Linked DNA regions of Zea mays: regions 1 and 2 are each linked to region 3. A link is a contact called in public Hi-C and HiChIP or PLAC-seq data. All regions are on one chromosome and are shown on one strand. Each heading gives the region's core, a stretch centred on a gene start, on an enhancer-like site or on the middle of the called end of the contact. The rest is flanking DNA. Distances are from core to core; before and after follow the strand shown.

Region 1 (4,196 bases), core at 1,100-3,599, 210 kb after region 3:
AGTAAAAACACACACGAGCTAAGATCATAATTTCTGCAAGATGCACAGGGAAAAGAAAACGTCAGAAAGAGAAGTTACCTGATATAGATGTGAGTTGACCTCAGCACAAGTTTGATGTAACGTTTCGAGAGGAGCGCCACTAAGTTCAAATTGGCCTCCAGGTTCTAGTGAGATGCTTTGCTTTCCCTACATCCATACAAACAATTCAGGTTACAAAGATAAACTGAGAAACTAGAGCCATCATTAAAAAACTGCATAACCTTCTATTTGGATGTGGCATTTAAAGTATATTAGTGAGAGCGGCCCACTGAAACGATGGGCAATGCCCATCCAATTTCAATTGTTGGTGGATGATATATAGTAGCCACACTCATGCAAAAGGAAAGGAGCAATGGAAATTGGAAACAGATGTTTTCTTTCTATTTCAGGGCTACCTGCTTGAGGCCGATAACAATGTTTCCTTCCATTATCTTCTCCCAATCAAATCTCTCAGCGAGCCCGTTCAGTATGTCACGAATCTGATCATATTTTATAGGGCGTAATGTGTCGACTTCAAAACCAAACTTTTCATGCTCCGTGCCAATTCTGTAAAGGACAGATGTTTACTTTGGGGATGAACTTACTGAACAGCCAATTGAAACATATCTTCCTTTTTTGAAAAAGAAAATACAAGGGCATCTTTAATAAATACCGAGACATATCAAATTATCATTGCTCAAATAACATGAACACAGCTACAAGATAAAACGATGGCCAAGTGATCATCACACTGATGAATCCATCCTAGTACAAAGTACGCGCTAGAGCCGGCTCACGGCTCATCACTAAAAGGGGCACTAATCCATCTCAATCGTTGGCACTGTCGTAAGCACTTGAAAGTAACCTCAATGTTAGAGCTAGACAGCGTTGTTGGTGTTGACAATGTAACTTGCCAAGTTAGTTTATTTGATCAGCCAAATTTATTTAATCGTTATAATCAAGTTAATGAGCTGATACACACTGCATAAGACTTGTGGCAGGTTGGAATATGTGTGAGCCCAAGCGAGATACTTGGCTGAGACATCGACCACAGGATGCAACCGAGTCATGATTCGAGGTCATGAGGGAGCAATATAGTGTTTTCATCAAGTCAAAGCTACTAGCATGTATCTCCTGTTCAGGTTTGCATCCAGTATGGAGACTAGCTACCACATGAGGCATGCTTGAGTTCATGTGCGGGGAAAGGTCCAAAATAACAAAGTTAGTGTTTAGATGGTTTAGGGCCTGGTGCGGTGGTAGAGCCTACCGTCTGTAACCGGAAGGTCCCGGGTTCGAGCCCCAGCCTCTGCATATTATGCGGGTAAGGCTTGGCGCTTAAATATACCCTTTCCTAGACCTACACAGTGCGGGAAGCCTACGGCACTGGGTGCGCCCCTTTTTTTAGTGTTTAGATGGTGTTTCATGTCAAGATTGTTAACTTGACCTGACAGAAAATCTATATCTGATCATTGAACCCTCATAGGACTACTTTGGGACACGTGGGCGAGCCGAGAGTGCATGGAGCCAAAGGTGTCAAAAGCAAAGCTTCTGCATCGACAAAGAGAACCTAATCTTTGCTTTTTTGCACACTAATATGCATTAGGGATTGGTAATCTATGCTGTTTTGCGCTAAAAACAGTCCGCTCTCCTCCACGAAAGTGAGGAACCCCTGAAAACTAGTCGCACGAACTATAGTTATCGTGGTGTCGCGTGATCAATTTTTCATGGCAACAGTTGGCTATATATAAGAACTTATGACAGGTATCATTTCAAGAAGCAAAAAAAAACTAATAAACAAACAAATGAAGGAGCATGTGCATATGGAAGCTTCTAACCTCCAGTTCTCCTTGGGCTTGCACCCGGAGACGAGGTAGGCGACGAGGTCCTCCTTGGTGAGCGGCTCCGTCATCTGCACGACCTCCTCCGTCGGGGGGCTGGCCGCGACGGCCCCGCCGCGCCTCCTCCTTCTCCCCCTGCTGTCGGTCGGCGGGAGCCGAACCACCGCGAGCCCACTCCTCCTCCCCGCCGCCGCCGCGGGGCGCGCGCCGTCCGCCGGCGACACACGCGTGACCGCGAGCCGCGACGCCACGGCCATCGAATCAAACCGCCAACGCACTTGCCAAAATCCACCAGAAAGGAAGTCAGCGGGAATCGCGCAGCCCCATACGCGGGCGCCAGCCGTCGAACTGAACCACTCACCTCGCGGAGCTAGGCTAGGGTTCGCCGCCGTCCACTGCTGCAGCCTTTTCGCCTGCGCTACTTCCTCCGCAGTCACGAACTCACGACCGCGCGGGCCGAGCCCGATGAAGGAGTGTGAGTGAGACCGGGGGAGGAGGGGAGGGGGCAGCGCGTGCTGGTTACTTATAAAGCGGTGCTGTGGGGCCCGGGCGCCAGCGCCGTGTGAGCACGGCGCGTTGAAGTGCGCGTGGCACCCATCAATCCGCGAGACAATAGCGCCATCGGCATCGGCAGCAGAAGCTAGAAGCCGCCGGGGCGGCGGCGAGGAGGGAGGTGCGGCCGCCGGCGTCTTCGTCTCTGACGTGTGGGCGCGGCTGCCCTGCGGATTGTGGGCACTTTTTTAGTGGATCCAAAAAAAAAGTGGGGTGCACTTTTTTAGTGGTGGGACTCGGAGGCCCCTAATGATCCTGCCTGCTATTTCCAACTAATCAATTCGCAAATGCGGGACGATTCTACTCCAGATGCAGCACTGACCCTGCCGAATCATCACTGATGACGAAGACGATGATGAGATTGTACCCGGGCAAGGATCCTCTGCGGTGGCAACTGGCAACACAGTGGCAAGAGAGATGCGTGCTAGTGCTGCACGCCTGCACGCCTGCACCGCACCGCACCGCGCCGCGTGACGAGCGAGAGCGAACCTCGCGCATCTTCGCGGCCAGGTTCCCGCCGTGCGGGCGTGCTCAGAGCGAGCACGGAGCACATGCTGAGCATCAGGTGGAGCGAGCATGTGGGCTCTGCTGCAGCGCGTGCGCTTCTCTGATCTCTCAGACTCTGGCCTTGGATTGGATGGCATAGAGAATAGGGTCGCTCGAAGATCACCATCCAAGATGATGTGTTGCTGTTCCAACTCGTATTGGTCTTTGCCGGTGTAGTCAGGCCAGCCAGACGCGTACGTAGGGGTGATCCTTGAGAGACTGTACATATAGCAGAGGCCGCTCCTTGTGTCGACAATGAGTTTTTTTTGCTATTATAATACCCGTAATTAGTGGCTTCTCTACAATAGTACTTATAAATTGTATTTCTCTATAATGCTGCTTATAAGTGAGTACCTTCTTTAAAACAGGAACGGATCTGGGCCTTTTTTGGTGTCCATGACACCAATAAATTTTATTAATCTACATTAGAATATATGTTTGCTAGCACTTAAATGAATTGATGATTTTATAATTTAATTGAGATGACACCAATGATTGTTTTATCTAAATCCGCTCCTGCTTTAAAATAGTATTTCACTCTTATTTCATCTATTTTCTATTTTGTTTTTATTTTCTATCATTTGAAGCACATTTTATCTAGTTAGCTGCGAAGAGCAGGGCTTTTCCTGCCACCTGCAGCCTAGTGACAGCCTCACTGGGAACTTCTTAAACAAGTCAAACTTCTTAAGAATTTTTTCTAATCTTATCCAATTCATGTGTATTAGGAATAACCGAACAAGGCCTTAGATGGTAGAAAATAAAAGTAGGAAAATAAATTAAGAAAAGAAAATAAGAATTGGTGAAATACCACTTTGGAGAAAGTTTCTCACTTATGAATATCACTAGGTCAGTGCTCGTGCGTTGCAACGGGAATAAATAATATTTCGATAACTTATATATACAAATATGTGTTATGCAGTTATGAGATAGAGGATGACATCCGCAAGCTGTCCGTGATGACATAGAGATCACGTGGAAGCGAGAGCGCGGCCTGCAGATCGACGCAACGCAAACACGGCCTGCAACGCAAACGACAAGCGTGTGGCCTACAGATCGCCGCAACGCAAACACGGCCTGCAACGCAAACGGCAAGCGCGGCCGCACGCACTGCCCGTCCTTCATATATGTAGCAGATATTACGCGTTTGGTTGCTATATGGACGTGGTCTGGCTCGCACTGGCTAAGCAGGCCTGCCACTGGCAAGGCTTTTTACGGCTACAAGTCTGCTCTCTGTCTACCTCA
Region 2 (4,338 bases), core at 718-3,217, 200 kb before region 3:
AAACCTACATCAGGAGCTACTCTACCATGATCAACACAATTGAAGAAAATCCCACAAATGTTCAAGCACCATAGATTTATGTTAGCGATCAAAGAAGGATAATGAATTACCGAAAATGTTCGAACTTCTAACCAACAACGCAAGGCAGTATAACATGACTAGGAAGTCCAACTCCAACAGCATCTATCTCTTAACATATCTACCATCTAGCTGAAATAGAAACTCCTTCAAAGACTTATATTTATGACAGAAGACTTGGAGTATTATTCGAAACTATTCCCTCCATTACAAACTATAGTTCACATGGACATATATTTTGATAGTGCGGTTATTTGCAATGTTTTAAAGGCGATGCCTAGACGTCCAGGTGCCCAAAAACAGCTAGGTGTCCCCGTCGCCTAGCTAAGAACCAGCAAGAGGTATAGGAAGGGGAAGGGGCGACGTTGAATCGGAGTGGTGGCGGCGGCTGGAATCGGGGGCAGCGATGCCTGAATTAACAGCGACGGCGTCAAATCAGGGCAGCGGCGTCGCCAAATCGCGAGTGGTGGCTGCTGCAACGGCGGGGCAGGGAATATATGGGCTGGCTGGTGGGCTGGCCTCCTACCCCTTCCCTTCTTCTTTTTCCTTTTTTTTCTTTTTCTTCCTCTCCATGCTGCTGTCTGGCCGGTTCTTAGATAGATAAGGCATCGCCTTGCTCGCCTTGGCGTCGCCTAGGCATCTAGGAGGTGGTTCAACGCCTTGTCTCGCCCTACCGCTTTAAGAACCATGGTTATTTGAACTTGTAGATGATGTTAATATATTTTTCTTAAGAAACTTTGTAAAAGTTAGAGAAAATTGACTTAGGACAAAGCCAAAGAAAAGCATAATTTGAAACGGGTGGAGTGGGAATAAAAAGCTACAGATAACTAAAACCGCCCATGAATATCAAGGGGGTCAAATGCTTTCATAGTTCACCATTAGCTAGAAACACTTCATTCCAGCATGACCCACATCTGATCTGACTGAACACCATTCAGCTCGTCCAAGTACCTTGACTTCATACTCTTAATCTGTTGATAGGCAATTTTCCAGCCAGTGAGACCACAAGCACATTCGCCCTAAAATGTTCTAACACCTGTATTACTCAAGCTAAAACAGATAAATCCATCTAACAGATACAACAATAGCTAGCAATTCAAGAATCCTCATTCTCCTCACTCTCCACCTAGCAAGCGTGGGAAAATCATAATCCCACATTCGCCCTGCCACCATCGAACAAACTGTGGTTGCCCCCATTTCTAACCCTAACCCCACGAAAAATCACCTCGAATGGAAGAAAGGGAAGAAGCCTTTTGATGGATTACGATTAATTAATGTTATCGAAAGTTGGAAACCCAGAATCAAATAGGGAAAAAAGAAAAAGCTTGGAAAAGACCCTTGTTAGTGCTACTACCATGTTATCTGGGGAGCGCCACTCGCCGTCAACCCACTCGAGGTGCGGGCGGACGTCGGCGGCGTCGAACTCCATGACCTCCCTGGTCTCCGGGAAGCATACCCTGACCTTGCTGGGCGCGCCGGCGCGGGCGAGGGCGACCCCGAGCCACCAGGCGTCGTCGATGAGCGCGTCGACGGCGGCGTGCTCCGCGGGCGGGGCCTCCGATGCGGGCGCGGGCGGCGGCGGTGGGCGAGGGCGAAGGCTCCGCGCCGGCAGTGCCTCCCGGAGCGGGCGGTCGGAGCCCTCGGACTCGAGGAGGGAGTCGTATTCGACGGTGTAGCCGCGGGGCTTGGCGCTGGGCCCCACGACGACGGCAGCGAAGTGGGCCCCGTGCAGGCCTGCCTCGTCGGGGACCACCTCCACGGGGTCGCCCGGGTTGAACCCCTTTGGCGTCTGCGGCGACGCCGCGTCGCGGCGGCCGGGGATTCGCGGCGACCGCATCGTGGCTAGCAGCGGTGGTGAGCTGGTGGCGCGGCGGGAGCAGCGTGCGGCAGAGGTACTGGAGTGGACTGACTGCTCCAGTCGAGGGCAACAATGGCAGAAGAGAACACGACAGCTACCAACTTGACGGCTTCCGCGGTTCCGCCGAGGCCGAAAGAAGACATCAGCCGTTGGATCGGCCACGTGGACGGACGGTCAGGTAACTGCTCTTTTAGAAAACAAATAGGCAGGAGAACTGCTAGTTAGAACATGTACTATAAAAATATCATATAATTTAAAAATGATTATATTTTATAGAATTTAGTGCACCAACAAAAACGTCTCGCTCCAACGATAAAACCTCAAATCTAGATTAATAGATTATAGAGCAGTCTACTACAGTGTAGTATATTTGAGACACTTGAAAGGGTGCACTATAGTTTTTTGACCAAATTTTACGAAATGTACCACTGTTGGAGTAGTTTTTCCTATATAGAACCTCATATTTCAATTTAAGGCACTAGTTTGAGATATTATTGGAGATACTCTTATGTGCTAGCAAAGTGTCTGTAGGTTCATACGTTTTACATCTATACTTGAGTTTAAAGTACGTAATATACTTCCTCCAAAATTTTTTTATATTTGTCGCGTTTAAGTTTAAAAATAAAATAACGGGTGAACAATATTTGAGAATGAATATAGTATATATGTTCTGTTGACTTGATAAATGTGAATGTGACTTTAAAACTAACAACCATGGTTCGCATCATTATTTATATAAATTTAGCTTTATATAGTTATACTCCCTCCGTCCCACTATATAAGGCGTAACCACCTCTGGTTCAAAGACCAAGAAATGCATTTAATTGTCTCTATACCACTGCATCGATATACGTATGCATAGAGAGAGCACGCCTTATATTGTGGGACAAGAATAAAAAGTGGTTACGCCTTATATCCTGAGACGGAGGGAGTATATACTCTAAAAAATCTAGTTTTTTTTTCTCACGGCGTCTTGCGGGAACGTAGACGGAAGAATTTAACAACTGAGAGAGCGAACAACGACGACGCAACGCGGTGGTGCGACGCCTCGTGGAGACGCTCGTGGGGACATCATCCTCTTCGTGTGGCGTTGAGGTTGAGGTCTTCGTCGTCGCGACCGCCATGGGTGGCGGCGGAGCCTCTGTGGAGGAGGGGATCGACACGTGACAGTTCTACTCCAAGGAGGTGAGCCGCCGCCTCCTTAACTTAGTCGAGTCCTGCTCCACATACGCCAAGGCCGCCCGCTCGAGGTTTAGCTTGCGGCGTGAGCGCCGGACAACCATTCATCTGTATTTGTTATTGAATTTATGGGCTTGGCCCAATTAAGAAATTCAATTAAATCCTAGAAAAATCATACAAATTCATGTACGGCAAGGTAATGGTGAAACCAATAGTCCCACATTGCTAGTCTAAATGGAGTCAGACTAGTTTATATATGGAGGCTTCCCTCTCCCACTAAGTCATGGTTGAGGGGAGAGAGGACGGAGTGCCACACGCGCACGTGAATGGTCTGCCAAAATCTAGCTCCTCGTCTTGCGAGGGCTCAACTTACTTTTGCTATTTTTATTTTGGTTACTTGGCTGTTAAGTTTAAAGCTCTATCCGATCATGATTAGAAAAGGATTTGAGCTCTTGTCGGATCGGATCGCGGGTCCTTATTGGTTCATGGACGTGGCCCTATATAAGGCGTCTGACAGCTATCGTCAGAATCATCCCAAACACGAGTTAGATTTTTGCCTCTGCTTACTACTGTGCTGCCATTGTAGTCCTCTTCATCCCGAGCACTGACATGCATCTGCGATTGGGAGAGCAGGTCTTTGAAACCTGCCGCCTTCGAAATCATGCACCGGGAGAAGGCAAATAAGGTTTTTGGTAAACGTTTTCACGCGACCGCTCACGCTCTCCTCCACGACTGCTGCCGACGTCATCAACCCTACCACTTCCCCACTGTCAATCAATATGTCTAATTAGTACATGTCAACCAATCTAACCTCATACTTTAGTTTATTTGTTGTTATAGATATGTTTTGTGTATTGCTTACTAACATGTTAGGGAAGAGACGACTACTTTATTTATCGTTGTTCATGATTTATATTCGAAATTTAATCTGAAATATGTATATTTCTTCAACATCTACTTCCTTAGATGAGATTCGAGTTACATCTAGAAATTGTGTGGTGACTGCAGCATGTGTGGGTTGGCTCTAGGTATGTATGACTTGAACGTTAGCCATTTGCACATCTATGCAATTCTTCTAGCATGGATGCCTTAGTTTTAGTGTGTGCTCTTATCTTTCTTCTTGCAATTCCTATTCCTGACCAAGGATTATGTTCTGTTGCTATGTGTTGAACTAATGTTGGTCTGGCTTAAATTAACATTTAATAATAGTCAATGCTAAAGAT
Region 3 (4,345 bases), core at 908-3,407:
CACACCCACACAAACAGAAGGAAAAAATAACTAACCAGATGGTGGACCTTCAAATGGTAGATGTGAGCAGCTATAGAGTGAGTGACTTTACATCCGGTATGCACACACAAATCGGCGATGGGCACGAAGAATCCAGATGTCGCCCTGAAGCCTATCACAGATTCCCTGGCCTAGACATGCCGACCTATGTGGACGTGATATACGAGTCATCGTCGACCAATGATTGATGCTGGTTCTGTTTTCTCCTCTGACCACCATCGCCCATGGAGCCGTTGTCCGAGGAAACTGTATGTCGCCCTTAGAGATGACAATGGGTCCTGATCTTTGATTCTCCCTCTATTAGGGAACGAGGATATAGAAGTTTTTTCTCACGGGGATGTAAATAGGGAAAAATCCCTCTCTAATGGGCAAATGAGGATGGGGACGAGAAGCATTTTCCATCTTTGTTTCCCACGGGGACCCATTAAACCTTCATATGACAATGTTTTTGAGTACTAATTAATGATAAAAATAAATAATTACCTTATCAACAGATCAATCATTACATAAATGTGTTCATTTGGATATACACATAATGATTTTCTTCAATATAATAATATGTATAAGTGAAAATATTTTGCATTAATAACAAAAAATGTATGTTCTAATTATAATTTAAACGAAGACGAGAATCCCAGGCACTGTGGAGGACCGACAATGGAAAAGAAATGTTCTCGCAAGTGGGACGAGTACGAGGGGCTATTTCCTGTCAAGAAATTCCTCATTGCCATCCATAGTTACCCACCCCTGGTTGATCTTTACCTCGCCGAATTAGGAGGCATGTGTGGTAAATAGGCATACTAGTTCGTCCATGCTGTCATAGATCCTGTCTTGTGTTTTCATGTTAACCTGATGCTCGCTCCAGCAATAGTCTCTAAAGCCTTCTCTACCCTAAATATAGAGGACCAAACGATCCTCTATATTCTCCAGCGTCCTCTAAATAGTCCTCTAAATTTAGAGGACGCTGTTGGATTCTCTATATATAGAGTTTCTCTAAACGGTCCTCTATCCATTTGAATACTTTAAATAACCGGTTTAGCAAAACAAAAATATGTACAATACTGAGAGTATGACAAATACGTATACAAAAAATAAAAAATAAAAAATGTCTCTAATATAGGTATTTTTGTATAGAGGACATGATTTAAAGTATGTTGTTGGAGAGAAAGGATATATAGAGGATAAAATTTTTTAAAGAAGACTATAAAAATAAATATAAATGATGGATATAGAGTACCTTGCTTGATTCAGTCAATTGTGTTGCCGTAATTCCTTGAGTTGCGCATTTCGGCCGATTTGCCATTCTCAATTCCTGTGTATATATTCTTATAGGTTTTATATGCGGATGTGACCGCCTGTTTAAACAAGTGTTGCGGTGTTCTAGGCGGTCATGATTGTACTCCACATATTTTTTTTTATATACATGGCTCATGGTTCAGCAGCATAGGCGGCAGGCTGCAGTGCCTATGCAGCTCTGCTAGTTGAAGGCCGTTTGCCCCAAATGCATGCCACAGCGTTATTATTTCACTCAGAGATTGAGGGTATGATTTTTTTTACGAGGGAAAAACACTTCTGTTTTTGTTTGGCTGACATATAAATTGTTTTTGTATGCTTCCCCTTGGCTACAATTAGAGATTGTAATGGATCATAATCTAAATCTTTCTTTACAATATAAGTTAGAGCCCTTAATTAATTTTGGTTTAAAAATAAATAGGAATAGAGATTAGTTCTAATCTGATTTGATTTTTAAATTTTATAATACAGCCCATTACCACTCCTAGCTACAATAGCTTGTTTAGAAAAAAAATCTCACGAATTCAACTGGCCGGACGAGAAAATCTCTGAAGATTGGCAAATTTGAATCTCGCCATTTTCAATTGAGCAGGTGATTATATATATATATATACATATATTTTCATTTTCTTTACTCAGACAACTATTATTATTTTGAAATAGAAGTAAAAAAGAATGCTGCCCATTTGCAGGCTACAGTAGTGTGTAGTTATTGGGCTGGAAATCCACGTGCAAAGTGCCCAAAACTGAACCCACAACCCGAAACCAGCAGGCAACAAAGCAACCAGAGGCAGAGCGTTCTTCTTCCCCGACGGCCCGGGCCGACGGCTCGACTCCACTAGTCGCTGGAACCCTCTGCAACAAAGCCGCCTCCACCTGACCACCTCCCTTGAGCTCTTCCCCTTCCTCGTGGGTTGTGCGAGCCCTCTACCGGCGCGCAGTACAGGTACCAACACTCGGAATTATTCTCCGTCTTCTTCCTTGAGCCGCGCCGCCCACCGCTCCACCTCGCCTTCTCCTAATTTGAATCGGAGTCGTACCCGCCGCCGCCCTCCACACGTAGCGACTCGTCTCGTTCATCTTTCCCTGTTTGATTCTGTGTGCGGCAGTTTTGTGATATTCCTCTCTTAATAACATATGCATATACGACCTCTCCTTATAATTTTTGGTTGTTTGATATGGATTTCAGGGGCTGATTGGGTGATCAAACCCGCAAGATTTGGGTTTGTGATTTAGGAGCAGGAGGCGGTGGCAATATGGTAAGGACACTCATGGACTGCCCCTTGCTCCCTTGACTAGTGTGAGAATATATCTTGCTCTCAGTCAAGAGGTTTAGATAGCTAGTGGAGTCCGGTGAATGCGGCAAATACGGCAAATACGGATTTGTAATGTTAAATGGACTGTCTCCTTTTGCGTTTGGGGTAATGCAGATTTTTGATGTGGAGATTTCGTTTGCTGACGACCTGAATTTAACTTTAAGCAGCAGCTCTTGGAGTTTATCCCCCTATTGTGGTTGCCAGAGATGGCATGTGTCCAAAATTTCAACTTATATCTGTAGTTGGTTCTTTGAAACTTCAATTTCTATTGCAGCCTTGCCCACTCCGTTTTTTGTTGAGCTGGATGGTAGCTTGGCGTTCCTAATTTTGGACCTCTGGCTTAAAAGCGAAAAAAATACCCCTGCAGGAATATAAGGCGAGATCTACTGGAACTTCAGGAACTTCGTCTAAAAGTTTCCGTGATCTGTACAATATGAAGTACTCGAGCTACTTAAACGACGAACCAATGCCGGATGCTACATCGGAAAAGGAGCAGGTTGTAATACTCAGGCTATTTAGTCCCTGCTTTGTAGGCTGTTTCACAAGCAAGCTTTGGTTAAGCTACACCTGTTGCTTCCTATGTTTTATTTCCAGGGAAATGAGTATTTCAAACAGAAGAAGTTCACTGATGCTATTGAATGCTACTCCAGAAGTATTGGGCTGTCTCCTACAGCAGTCACATTTGCAAATAGAGCTATGGCATATCTTAAACTAAGAAGGCAAGTTACTCTGGGACTGTATGCATCCACTTCACCTTATGCAATATCTTCATTTGTTCTGCTTTTACTAGAAGTACCCCATCTCGATTTAATCTGAAGCCATATATTTTTATTAGCTCCAGCAATTTGAGACTGTAGGATAAGGCATATTTTTTGTATTCTTGGTTCTTGTTATCTGTGCTATTTATAATATATTTTTACCTACCTGCTGTGTCCTGTGGAACCTGGAAGTTCCGTTTCCAAGAGGTTTTTTTTCCTGCTGTAGTCTTATATTATAGATATGTAATTCATCAGATTCAAGGAGGCAGAGGACGATTGCACTGAAGCTCTGAATCTGGATGATCGCTATATTAAAGCATACTCACGCCGAATTACTGCACGAAAAGAACTTGGGAAGCTTAAGGAGGCAATGGATGGTATTCCATGCTAAAATGCTTCTGTATTTTTCTTTTTTATAATCTTCTTTTTTACTTTCTGAATATTGACCTGAATTATACACCGATTATGTGTATAGATGCTGAATTTGCTATCAGTCTTGATCCAAACAATTCAGAGCTAAGGAAGCAGTATTCTGAGATAAAAGCTTTGCACATGGAGGTGAGGAAACTCAACTTCAAATTGTTTCACCTTACACCTGCTTAGATTTTAGCAATTTACTACTCTTTGGTTATAAATTTCACTTTCGCTCATTTTAACTGGAATAATGACAAAACATGGGCTTTTGAGTTGCATGGCTTATGTGTGATTCAGTGGCATAACCATGTGGATGATCTCTGCAGGGATTGTAAATGTTTTTATCAGTCTCATTAGCACTGATGGGCTTATTAATTCTGCAGAAAATGGCTAAAAAGGTTCCAGTGCCAGCTAAACGTGCAGTTTCTGGAATTGATAAAACTGCAGATGTCACTTCTCACCCACCGACTATCTCCCAGAAGGTAGGTTCAGCTGCAGTTATACAATGCCATGTCATGACTTTGC

Evidence for each region. Hi-C and Micro-C count contacts between places; a contact is called where the count stands out from the background. HiChIP or PLAC-seq counts read pairs in DNA pulled down with a chosen protein or histone mark.
Region 1: an H3K4me3 HiChIP or PLAC-seq map of leaf shows a contact between it and region 3, with 4 times the contacts expected there. The contact joins the promoter of LOC100381846 here to the promoter of LOC100192799 in region 3. A contact is called at or near these places in 9 of 25 Hi-C or Micro-C datasets (bundle sheath, ear, endosperm and 3 more) and 1 of 3 datasets of contacts at active chromatin or transcription factors (leaf).
Region 2: a contact with region 3 is called in a Hi-C map of endosperm, with 4 times the contacts expected there. The contact joins the promoter of LOC100285586 here to the promoter of LOC100192799 in region 3. A contact is called at or near these places in 15 of 25 Hi-C or Micro-C datasets (bundle sheath, ear, endosperm and 5 more).

The regions. Positions count from the first base shown.
Region 1 is chr8:134,528,590-134,532,785 of Zm-B73-REFERENCE-NAM-5.0, forward strand. It overlaps LOC100381846, which reads right to left and starts at 2,350. Exons shown (of 16, transcript NM_001361545.1): 1 at 2,218-2,350; 2 at 1,854-2,133; 3 at 435-585; 4 at 79-186. The coding sequence starts at 2,113.
Region 2 is chr8:134,115,731-134,120,068 of Zm-B73-REFERENCE-NAM-5.0, forward strand. It overlaps LOC100285586 (RNA binding protein), which reads right to left and starts at 1,968. Exons shown (of 4, transcript NM_001158477.2): 1 at 1,433-1,968. The coding sequence starts at 1,915.
Region 3 is chr8:134,320,171-134,324,515 of Zm-B73-REFERENCE-NAM-5.0, forward strand. It overlaps LOC100192799, which reads left to right and starts at 2,158. Exons shown (of 12, transcript NM_001137992.1): 1 at 2,158-2,278; 2 at 2,522-2,591; 3 at 3,016-3,144; 4 at 3,243-3,367; 5 at 3,662-3,783; 6 at 3,882-3,964; 7 at 4,204-4,302. The coding sequence starts at 2,589.